2 separate regions of the Mus musculus genome follow, and region 1 is linked to region 2. A link is a contact called in public Hi-C data. All regions are on one chromosome and are shown on one strand. Each heading gives the region's core, a stretch centred on a gene start, on an enhancer-like site or on the middle of the called end of the contact. The rest is flanking DNA. Distances are from core to core; before and after follow the strand shown. Region 1 overlaps Trim67 (tripartite motif-containing 67). Region 2 holds the start of Trim67 (tripartite motif-containing 67).

Region 1 (5,517 bases), core at 1,349-3,848, 34 kb after region 2:
ATAGTGGAGGTAGAGAGCAGTCTGATGGTGGAGGCAGAGAGCAGTCTGATGGTGGAGGCAGAGAACACTGATAGTGGAGGCAGAGAGCAGTCTGATGGTGGAGGCAGAGAGCACTGATAGTGGAGGCAGAGAGCAGTCTGATGGTGGAGGCAGAGAGCACTGATAGTGGAGGCAGAGAGCAGTCTGATGGTGGAGGCAGAGTGCTTTTGGGGACCATCCTAGGATAGTTTCACCCCTGCAGCCCTGTCTTGCTGGTGCCCTGAGACAGAGGGGCTAGCAATTTGAGAGGCCCCATGAAGGTAAACAGCACAGGTTGGAACTTCTCTCATCTGGTACTCCAGTTGGTGTGAGGGGAACTTCTGGAAGCTCTGTGGCCGAGTGAGTGTCCTTGCTCTTTCAGGAGGTGTATGTTGGCAAGGAGACCCTGTGCACCATTGACGGGCTGCACTTTAATAGCACCTACAATGCCAGAGTCAAAGCCTTCAACTCCTCTGGTGTTGGGCCCTACAGCAAGACTGTGGTCCTGCAGACCTCCGACGGTGAGCAACCCTCAGCCGTGCATTCTGCCTCTCTGCCCATATCCTGGGGGTGGGGGCAGGGCAGGAGCAGGAAGAAGCCAGTGTCCTCATTCTATGGGGCTTAAGAGTTTGACCTTGGCCACATCTTGTCTCCTCTTTGTGTTTCAATCTCCTACCTACAGGGTGGGCCATGGATAGACACTTCCTCTGTCACCTCTAACAGTACCTGGGCCATTTGAGGAGATGGTAGGAGTCAGAGCTCCAGGGAATAGACCTGGCTGTGGGGCCAATCGGCCTGCACGTCTGTGCTCCCTAGCAAGGCTGGATCTGTGGAAGAAAACTTGGGCAACACAGAGACACAGAGCAGGGAAGGGGGGGGGGTGGATTCTATTGCTGTGACAAAGACTATGACCAAAATCAACCTGGGGAGGAGAGGATATATTTCATCTTACAACTGTAGAAGTCAGGGCAGGAACTGAAACAGAGGCCATGGAGGGCTGCTGCTTGCTGGCTTGCTCAGCCTGCTTTCTAATATAACTCAGAACCACCTGCCTAGGAGTGGCACCACCCACAGTGGACTGGGCCCTCCCCTGTCAATCTTGAGTCAGGACAATACTCCCATAGACTTATTTATTTATCATATGTAAGTACACTGTAGCTGTCTTCAGACACCCCAGAAGAGGGCATCAGATCTCATTATGGATGGTTGTGAGCCACCACGTGGTTGCTGGGACTTGAACTCAGGACCTTTGGTAGAGCAGTCAGTGCTCTTAACCACGGAGCCATCTCTCCAGCCCCTGGGCAAATCTTATAGAGGCATTTTCTGAATCTAGGTTCCCTCTTCCCAGATAATCTAGATTTCTGTCAAGTTGACAAAAGCCAATCAGCACAGAGTGTGACTGTGTATATGTGAGTGTGTGTGTGTATCCCACATAGACCACTGGCGGCAATGAATCGACTCTGTTAGAAGCAACTAAGTCTATCAGTCACCTTGGCTGTACAGAAAAAATGTGTGTTGTGTTGGGGGAAAGATGGGGGGATAAGAGGGGCAGGAAACAGAGATTCTTGTGCCTGCTCTACCTGCCTTCTTCCTTTCCAGTGGCCTGGTTCACCTTTGACCCCAACTCTGGCCATCGGGACATCATCTTATCCAATGACAACCAGACGGCTACTTGCAGCAGCTATGATGACCGGGTGGTGCTAGGCACAGCTGCCTTCTCCAAAGGCGTGCACTACTGGGAGCTGCACGTGGACCGCTATGACAACCACCCGGACCCAGCCTTCGGAGTGGCCAGGGCCAGCGTGGTCAAAGATATGATGCTAGGCAAGGATGACAAGGCCTGGGCCATGTACGTGGACAACAACCGCAGCTGGTTCATGCACTGTAACTCCCATACCAACAGGTGCGTGCTCCCTGAACCCCCACTTAGCCCGCAGATTCAGGGGCGGGGACAAGGTTCTCTGATTGTCCCAGGTGTTGGGGGAGGAGCTGTCTTTTAAAAAGTTTTCTTTCTTCCTCTCTTTCTTTCTCTCTTTCTGTCTTTCTTTCTTTCTTTCTTTCTTTCTTTCTTTCTCTCTCTCTCTCTCTTTCTCTCTCTCTCTCTCTCTCTCTCTCTCTCTCTCTCTCTTTCTTTCTTTCTTTCTTTCTCTCTTTCTTACTTTCTTTAATGCATATGAGTACACTGTAGCTGTACAGATGGGTGAGCCATCATATGGTTGCTGGGAACTGAATTCAGGACCTCTGCTCCTCCGGTCGGTTAGCCGGAGGAGCCATTTTTTATGCACTTTGTTCTGTAGTTCCAGGGGTTTTGGAGAAAGACTAGGTGAAGTGTGAACCATTTGCCTGTGTCACAACTGAAAGTACTTGATGGTGTGGGGGAGAGGAGGCAGTTCTGGCTCAGTGGCTCTCTGTCCCCCAGCTGGCCTCACAGTAGTGCCTTTCCACTGAGAGCTTTAATTTGCGGTTTTCTTACTGGTCTTGCTCCAGTTCTTTCTGCAACCCTCTTGCTAAGCCTGAGTCACTGCGCAACACTAATGGGATACTTGTTTCCCGCAGAGGGAGGAGGAGTCATTGCCACGGCTACTGCTTTGCCTGGAATGACCCTGGCGCTGCCGCAGGGAAAGCATAAAGAAGCCAATCCCAAGGAGCTGACCTCCCTGGGCTCCTGGCAGGGTAGGGCTGCCACCAGGGCTCCTGGGTTCTCGCTGCTCTTCCAAGCAGCTCTGACTGCTCTCTTCACAACGAGTAACCCAGCTTCTCTCCCAGGAAAACCAAGTCTAGTTTGGCCAGGAACTTGCCTGAGGACCCTCAGATCCCCCTACCTGATCACTATCTTTTCACTGGTAATGTCCTCTGCTCCAAAGGATTGTGGGAGGGGCAGCAGCTAGACTCTCAAGCTGGGCCGTGGAACTTAGCAGGCACTGCAGGTTAACCAAGTAAATTCGTCTGGCCCGGTACTGCAGAATAAGCGATGAGGCCGACCAGGTGATATAGGTTTACCAGGTGACCTCCCTCCACCTCTAACCCACAAAGAGGCCAAGACCACCCTGGCCTACCAGTTCCATGCCTGTGTGCTTGAGCAAGCCCAGTACCTAGACATTCTGATGGTGGCAGTAATGAACTCAAGCATGCATTGGGTGCTTTTGCGGGGCAAAAGCTTTCTCAGAAGCCAGACCCTGCTCCCAGACCTGACCTTGATCGTAGGGGGTGAGTTCATGGAAAACTGGCAGGTCAGACTTGTTACTACTGCCATCTGGTGGCCATAATTAGAATCGCACTGACTGCCCAGTCTGTTGGACGCTTCTCCACCAGACCCTAAGGCACCTCCAGGACACCTGCTCTTCCCACCAGGTCCTTGTAAAGAGTTCATGTCAGGGTCTCTTCTCACTTCTGCCCCTGGCTCAATCCTAACCGAGGACTCAGTTTCCTCCCAGGGCTGAACAAGGTCATGTCAAGGGAACCCTTAGTTAATGAAGGGCATGTCTGCTGAAGGGCACAGAGGGTTCTAGGAAAAGTCTTCCAGGTCTATTACTTAAAGTTCCTCCCAGCTCAAAGGCATGTAGGTCTCAGATGCTGTGGATAAGAAGGGGCTGAGTAGCTTTGGTCCCTTAGAGCTGTGTTCTCTTGTGGCTGGCACATACATACACACACACACACACACACACACACACACTTGGTGGCTAGGTTTGAATGAAGCTGTCCTGAGTTACTGTCACATCATGACCTAGGTGTGATGATAGGTTTTCCTGGTTTATCTTCCCAGGACTGAAGGCGGTGTGTGCAAGGGGGCCACTGTGGGTGTGCTGCTGGACCTAAACAAACACACTCTGACCTTCTTCATCAATGGGCAACAGCAGGGCCCCACAGCCTTCAGCCACGTGGATGGGGTCTTCATGCCTGCCCTCAGCCTCAACCGAAACGTGCAGGTACCTTAGAGACACAGGTGGCTCGCCCAGTCCCGCCCACTTCTCTGCTTCCTGAACAATGAGTACTGTAATGAGAACGGACCACCTCGCTCATCAGATAGGCAGTCTTCTGCTAAGGACTGTACATACGACCTTTTGGAGCAAACAAGCTCCATGGGGCTCCAGGAAGGAGCAGGGGCTCAGTGCCCCAGGGGATTGGATGGTACAGGAGCTCCTAACACAAGCTAGATGGGGGCATCCTTTGCTTCTAACAGACTCCCTCTGTCCCTGGATCTATTAAGGGACCTGCCATGTGTCTATTGCCCTGCAAGTGTTTCCACAACAGTCCGGTGTTGGTTACGTAAAGGGGCGATTTGAGGGTCACAGTGAGAGCTGGAAGAGACAGCAGCAGGCTCAGAGACTCGGCTGCGAGAAGCAGAGCCTCTTTGCCGCAGGGCTCTGCGGCTCATGCCAGTGAACCCATCTGCTCGTTACTGTAGCTCCGGTTATGAGGCAGAAAGCACAAAGTGGCATGGGCCTTAGCCATATGGGGGAGACAGATGAGTAATAAAATCCATAGCATGAGTTCTCCGGCACGTGGTCGCGGTGCTACGTCAGGTGTTCTGTGCTATGGACAGCCTCTCCTGCCCCTCTTTCCGCTCCTCTATCTCCTCTGTCTCCTGCCTTCCTCCTGTGTTAGGGCTGGGACCCAGGGTCTTGTACGTAGTGTGCAAGTACTCTGCCACCCAACCAACTCCTGCTGGTTTCATCTTTTCCAGGTCACCCTGCACACAGGACTGGAGGTGCCAACAAACCTGGGACGGCCAAAGCTGTCAGGCAACTAGCCTGGTGGCTCCCGCTGCCTAGCTGGCCGTGATGGAGGGCTTCACGGAGGACCAGGGCATAACAGAAAGTCCTGGGTGCCAGCAGCCAGCGGACATCTGAAGACGCTTTTCTGGGGGAACTGAGAATGAATCACATGCGAGCCCCACGACCATACTGTGGCCGCCTATATCAGGAGTGGCCTTTCACCTCAATGCCACAGGGCTATGGTCCCCCCCAGGGTGCCCTCAAGATGGACACCTTTTGTTTCCGGCTTATATTTTCTGACATCTGTTTAAAAACTTTGATTTCCTCTTAAGTTTTTGTTTTTTGTTTTCCTGGAGGGAGAGGAGAAGGCAGACTCTGAGACTGGTATCCCAGGATGGATCAGCCCCGTGATGTTACTCCATGCCTGCCTGTAACCCATTGCTAGGACTCTGTTCCTTTATGGAGTCCCAGGCTGACAGTTTGTCACCTCTGCGGGAAGAAACGGACCTTGAGCCTCTGGGATATGCAGTTTTCAATACACTGCAAACTAATTTGAAAGGGACATTAGTCATTAATGAACTGCTAGGACCCTTCAGAAAGGCTTCCTTAGGGTCTGTATCATTACCCATGTGCTGTTGACCTCTCTCTCTCTCTCTCTCTCTCACACACACACACACACACACTCTCACACACATGTGTGTGTATGTGTAACAATCTGTTATATTTTATTCACTCAGTTCTTAGTTATGAGTAGAAACACTGGAATCCAAGACAGTGACACGTC
Region 2 (6,321 bases), core at 1,157-3,656:
CTCACGGGCCTCTACAGTGCACTCTGTGTGTACATAGGGCACTGCTGCAGCAGATAGGACTTTTAATAGGTGACAGTGAGAATCAGCAATGACTATGGCTATGCGTGAGAAGCACCCAGAGCAAGCTGGAACAGAGACTCACAGGCTGAAGGACAGGAAGCCTCCCTCCACGGGGCAGAGCCCAGGTCCCAGCCTTCCACACAGCTGAGCTGACTTGAGCTACAGAGCCATGGGGACTGAGGATGTGGCAAGATGCCCGAGTGTTCTGTTTTGAAGGAAAGCAAAAGAGGAAGTTTGCTTGTTTCTTTGTGGCTTGTCATGGTTGGTTTGTTTGCTTGTGGAGTTAGGGTCCCACTCTGTGGCCCAGGCTGTCTTCTCATCACCACTTTCCAAGTCCTCAGATTTCACGTGTCTGTTGCTTACTATAGGCCAAGCTAGGAGTGGTTTCACAGTATGTCTTGCATGTGCAGAGACACACACGCTTGGCTAAAAGTGCCACCCTGTCCAAGCCTAAGTAGGCTACCCAGGTCTGAAAAAGACAAAGAGAAACAGGAGTCACTTACTGTGCTTACTATAAAATCATGAGGTTTTTAAGAGATATGAATTCCAGTTGGTCCCAGGGCAGACTGAGCTGGGTAGCTGGGTTCAGCAGAAAGGATTTATTTATTTATTTATTTATTTACTTACTTACTTATTGATACAGGGTTTCTCTGTATACCCTGGTTCTCCTGGAACTCGCTCTGTAGACCAGGCTGGCCTCTAACTCAGAGATTCACCTGCCTCTGACTCCTGAGTGCTTGGATTAAAGGCGTGCACCACCACCTTCCAGCTTCTTGAAGAGCTTTCAATAACCCAAGTTGTGACTCTCCTAGACCTTAGGATCAATAGTGACTTTCTGAAGAATTTCTTTTTTTCAGTGTATTGCTGGCAGGACCAGGTGACTGAAGCTTCATCTACAGAGAGTGGATTAGGACAGTTGCCGCCTCCATACCCACCCCCACCCCCACCGTGCAGCACTGCTTCCTGAAGCAGGGCTAATTGGGATGTCCGGTTTAGCAGGAGCCTACCCTTAAACATGGAGCCAGACTTCTGTAAGCCATTCAGCTGAACTGAGATGCATAGAAAGTAGTCCAGAGCATTTACTGTAACAATTTGGCACGGACACATATATATATTGTTATAGTATTTTCCAGACTGGACAGGTGGAAGCAAGCTGCAGGACCCCGGAAGTCCTGTAAAGATATGGGCTTCACTGGGGTGCTTTGCAATGGCTTTCCTGGTGACCTCCCTTCCACCAGAGGTTCTATCCCTTAGGCACAGAGCCAGGCCAAGGCAGCTGCCTCATTAGTCTGTGGCTTCATTTCTCTCCTCCTGCTATCTTTCCAAATGCTGACAGTGGCTGGGGCCCTGCATTCCTTCAGCAGGAGTCTGCGCCACGGTTGCTGTTTTTTTTTTTTTGTTTGTTTCAGTTCAGCAGAGTCTTACTATGTAACACCCAGACTAGCTTGGAAATTACTATGTAGCCCAAGCTGGCCTTGAACTCATAGCAATCCTTCTGCCTAGGCCTCCCAAGTGCTAGAATTACAAGCACGAGCCAGCACGCTGACTGACACATCCTTTCTAAATCGACAATTTCCTTGTCTGTTCCAAGCCAGCTTGAATCGCACAGGAAGAGAGGGCCGCGTGGTGCGCATTTCGCTCCACGCGCTCTTCCCTTCCAGGGCTCGCCCTTAGCTCTATGCCCAGCGCGTACTTCCTTTCTCTGGGCAGCCGGCACTACCCAGCGCAGAACAGCGGGCAGACGGCAGCCAGGCGCGCGGGCGGCGACGTTGCAGGAAGCTCCCATTCATAAAGAGAACACCTGCTCGCTGCCTCCCGCCTCTCCGCACTCGCGAGCAGCCTGGGGAGGTTGTATTTGGCAACCTTCACCGTGTCCTCGCCAAGTCCTCCGGCCCTCATCTTCCACGACTAGCCCCAGTAGAACCAAGGAGACAAAAAAAAAAAAAAAAAAAGGCTTGTAAAAAGATGCATAAATCAAACCTCGCCCTTTGGCGCGAGGCTGTCCGACATTTTGTGCCTTGAAAGCTTTTTGCGGGGAGGAAATAGATTTAGGAACCGACTGTCGCGCTGTGTTGCGAGGCCTTTTTCAAGCGACTGGCCTTTTAGGGACCGCTGTTTACGCTTTCATGGTGGCGAGGAGTGGGCAGGGCGGGAGCTGGCCAGGGTTGCTCTGGCAAGCTGGGCGGGGCGCCGTGCTAATTCACCGTGCAGTCTCCATCCGTAACGGAGCAGTTCTCCACAATGATCCTCCCCACGAAGCCCTCCGACCCGCCCCTGACTGCCAGCCGCGAGAGGCGAGCCCTCATTCGCTGAGCTGACGCCTGGCTCCCCGCCCCCCGCCCCGTTACTCTCGCTCTGGAAATTACAACTCCTGGGCGCGCGGCACGGCGGGCGGGCGGGCGCGGGAGGCGGTGGGGCCGGGAGGGGGATTCCCGAGCCAGCGGGTGCTCGCCCCCCACCCGCCGCTGCAGCGTGGCGCGGCCAAGGTCAGGGGCGCTGCAGGAACCGGAGCCGGCGAGGCCAGCCTGGGACGCTGCTCAATACCGGCCTACGAGGAGGCAGCTCAGAGAGCAGCGGCCCGAGCAGCGGTACGGCGACGGTCTCCGGGCCGGGGGATGCCGAGGTGGCCGCGGCTGCACAGCAGCCTGGCGGAGGATGCGCGCGGGAGGGGGGACGGGCGCGGACTCCGGGCCCATCCTCTCGCGGGCGCTGTCCGCCGTCTGGTGGTGCTGAACCAGCCCTGGCCCCGCCACTCGGGCACTGGCCAAGAGCTGGGTAGGGGCGGGGCGCTCGCAGAAAGAAGACTCGGGGCAGCGGCGCTGCGGAGTCGGGCTCAGTAGCCTTGCTGGCTCACAGCAGCGGGTCACTGGTCCTTCGTGGAGTGGAGGCACGAGGTACCCCGGACGGCGCTACTGCTGCCTATTCAACACCTGGACAACCTCGGAGGCCACCGCGAGGGCTCCCCGCCACCTTCAGACGGCTGCCTCCGGTGAGGGAGCCTCGCCTTCAGGAGGTGAGGACCCCTCCTTTCTCTGGCGGCCAAGCGTCTTAGGGCGGTGGCCTGAGGACAGAGAGGGGGCGTGCCACCCTCGGGTGAAGACAGCATGCCCGTGAAATACCCCCGCCTCCTGACTCAAGAGCGCTGACATCGCCAGCCCAGCTGCGCTTGTCTTCGGAGCCTTGACCATTCTTGGCTGGTCCCGAGCGGCTCTGGCCGCGGGCGCGGCGATGGAGGAGGAGCTGAAGTGCCCAGTGTGCGGATCCCTGTTCCGGGAACCCATCATCCTGCCCTGCTCTCACAATGTCTGCTTGCCGTGCGCCCGCACTATCGCGGTTCAGACCCCGGACGGCGAGCAGCACCTGCCCCCGCCGCTCCTTCTTTCGCGAGGTGCCGCCGCCGCCGCAACCCCTCCGGATCAGGACGCAGCCGCCGGCGCGACCAGCGGAGGCGCGGGAGCTAACACAGCCGGAGGCCTAGGCGGCGGGGCGACCGGTGGCGGAGACCACGCGGACAAGCTGAGCTTGTACAGCGAGACTGACAGCGGCTATGGCTCCTACACCCCCAGCCTCAAGTCCCCCAATGGAGTCCGCGTGCTGCCCATGGTGCCTGCGCCCCCGGGCTCTTCGGCCGCCGCGGCCCGAGGCGCCGCCTGCTCCTCGCTCTGCTCGTCCTCCAGCTCCATCACCTGCCCGCAGTGCCACCGCAGCGCCTCCTTGGATCACCGCGGCCTGCGAGGCTTCCAGCGCAACCGGCTACTGGAGGGCATTGTGCAGCGGTACCAGCAGGGCCGTGGGGTTGTTCCGGGGGCGGCTGCAGCCCCGGCGGTGGCCATCTGCCAGCTGTGCGACCGCACCCCACCGGAGCCGGCAGCCACTCTCTGCGAGCAATGCGACGTGCTCTATTGCGCCACCTGCCAGCTCAAGTGCCACCCGTCCCGGGGCCCCTTCGCTAAGCATCGGCTAGTTCAGCCACCGCCGCCGCCCACACCCCCAGAGGCTACCCCTGCTGTTACAGGCACTTCCACTGCCTCCAGCGCAGGAGGATGCAGGAGCCCAGGGGGTGCCGGGGCCAGCGCGCCGCGAAAGTTCCCCACATGTCCCGAGCACGAGATGGAGAACTACAGCATGTACTGCGTGAGCTGTCGGAGCCCTGTGTGCTACATGTGCCTGGAGGAAGGCAGGCACAGCAAGCACGAGGTGAAGCCGCTGGGGGCAACGTGGAAGCAGCACAAGGTGAGCGTCGGCTGTGCGGAACGCCAGCCAGGGTGGAAGAAAAGAGATTCTCTGAACCCCTTCTTGGTGGGCTTGAGGGCCAAACAGGAATCACTCCATCCATCCATCCATCCATCCATCCATCCAATCCATTCGTCCGTCCGTCCGTCCACACACACACACACACACACACACACACATCCGTCCTTCCATCTACCCACATGTTCATCATTCCATCGATCTATGTATGCATGCATCCATCTATCCATACACTGGGCATGGGTATCCACCCATGCTTCCATCCAATCCTTCGTGCATTCATTCACCTATGTATGCATACATCTGTCTATCATGGATCTATATGAATGCATGCATGCATGCATCCATCCATACATACATACATCCATTCAAGGATCCCAGCAGTCACTATCTGACCAAGACTCAGTGGACCACGTGCTCTGCACTGGGTATCAGATTGGTAGGTTATGAAAACGACTTGTTAAGTTTCCTTTCTGAGGCAAAGGGTTCCCGAAGCACAGAAGCAGGGCTCTCACCCAAAGTCTAAGGCACACTGTCAGAGCTCCCTCCCCCCTTGTAAGTGAGAGACAGGTTTAAGAGTGAAACTGTTACCCGCTGGCCATAGGAACCCACCTGAAGTCTTCCTTAAATCCATTGCCAAGGCCGGGAGAGAGCACCCCTGCTCAAGAACCCTAGAGCCTTGTCCTTCTTCCACCGTAGACTCCATCAGCTTTGCCTCACTGAACAGATAAAGCTTTCCCCTTTTCAACTTCCAGAGAACTGTCTCCTCTTTCACTTAGTCCCCAGCTAGTTCTATGCCCAGAATTCCTCTAAACCTGTAGAGAAAGGCAGTGTCTCTTGGGCTATGGAAGAGATTGGGGACGTCAGGGGGTGTCCTTCCAGGAAAAAAGTGTGATTTTTCTCCAGAGCACTTCTCTTGCCTCAGGCTCTGCTACTGGAGCTGTGGAAGAGATGCAGACCAAAGAGATCAAGCACATCTGCCTACAGCCTACCCTCCTGGGCACTGGCCTCGGGTAGTGCTACTGTTAGCTACTTAGACCTGGTACTTTGCTCTTTGCTCTCTTCTTCTTCTTGAGCTGTGACAGTCTGCCTGGGCCCTTCACCAGCCTACAAGACAAGGTCAGGGCAGTTCCTCATCTGACATTCTATCCGGCACCCTTGTGCGACAGGCCTTGATGTCTCCTTAGACGAGCAGGTTAGAGTCACTTGTTCATGGTGCATTTCACACACCCCTCCTTCAGAAACCCACCCTGGAAGGTGTAAGAGGTGCCAAGACTGTCCAACAAGAACTATTGCCTGCAGTTACACAGAGTAGAGCCGCAGGAAAATAAGGCAGCTTGCTAAGTGCGTGCAAACAGCCCAGAGCAGCCAGATAGAGATGTGGCTTTCCTGTGTTTTCTTTATAGACTTTCATCTCCTACAATAAACATATGTTGCTATGATAATTTAATATTTAGGGAAGTTTTTGTGTGTGTGGTTTTTTTAAGATCCTCTTTTACTTACGGTATGGTTCAGGCTGGCATGGAACTCACTACCACCCTCCTTCTCAGCCTCTTGAGTGCTGAGGTTACAGATGTGAGCCGTAACACACGGCTACATTGTTTTAAATGAAAAGTATAGGGGGAAAAAAAGTAACTAGAGAACTCTTTGCAACTCTATGTTGGAGAAGGAAACCTGTTCAATGTCCTAGTGTGGGGACTCTCAGCAGGGATAATGTGCCTTACACCCAGCTTCTCCGGGCACTCTGAAAGGTCTGGCAACACTAGTGATCCTACAGTACAATTGAGAATCCATCTCCCTGCCATGAACTGCACCCCTGCAGAGAAACTCTTCTGTGGGGTCCCACAGCCTTGGTTCCATACCTCAGCCTTGCATGTTACTAGCTGTGTGTGCTTAAGCTACTTTGAAAACTTTGAACCCACCGTAAGTAACATTGAACTTGGACTCTTGTGGGAAGGGGTAAGTATCATCCTCTGCATAATCCCCTGTGTGGGACTCAAGCCATTAGGT

Evidence for each region. A called contact is a pair of places that touch in the nucleus more often than the background predicts.
Region 1: a Hi-C map of muscle stem cells shows a contact between it and region 2, with 3 times the contacts expected there. The contact joins the enhancer-like site here to the promoter of Trim67 in region 2. A contact is called at or near these places in 2 of 39 promoter capture datasets (embryonic stem cells and trophoblast stem cells), 2 of 15 datasets of contacts at CTCF or cohesin (the NIH/3T3 cell line and embryonic stem cells), 16 of 484 Hi-C or Micro-C datasets (the C2C12 cell line, the HL-1 cell line, the N1E-115 cell line and 11 more), 8 of 115 datasets of contacts at active chromatin or transcription factors (CD8 T cells, embryonic fibroblasts, embryonic stem cells and 3 more) and 2 of 9 other capture datasets (adipose tissue and liver).

What each region holds. Positions count from the first base shown.
Region 1 is chr8:124,824,318-124,829,834 of GRCm38.p6, forward strand. Trim67 (tripartite motif-containing 67) reads left to right here. Exons shown (of 10, transcript NM_198632.2): 7 at 401-539; 8 at 1,618-1,921; 9 at 3,782-3,944; 10 at 4,703-5,517. The coding sequence ends at 4,768. Among named protein-coding and RNA genes, the nearest start is that of Trim67, 34 kb to the left of the region's middle. Within about 2 kb of position 2,599, at least 63 of the 459 cell types and tissues checked have an H3K27ac peak or open chromatin away from gene starts, as enhancers often do. A contact at or near this core is called in the C2C12 cell line, the HL-1 cell line, the NIH/3T3 cell line and 7 more, where this site is marked.
Region 2 is chr8:124,790,613-124,796,933 of GRCm38.p6, forward strand. Trim67 (tripartite motif-containing 67) reads left to right here and starts at 2,407. Exons shown (of 10, transcript NM_198632.2): 1 at 2,407-4,293. The coding sequence starts at 3,289. It overlaps Gm46059 (a long non-coding RNA gene), which reads right to left and starts at 1,775. Exons shown (of 3, transcript XR_001778718.2): 1 at 692-1,775; 2 at 143-529.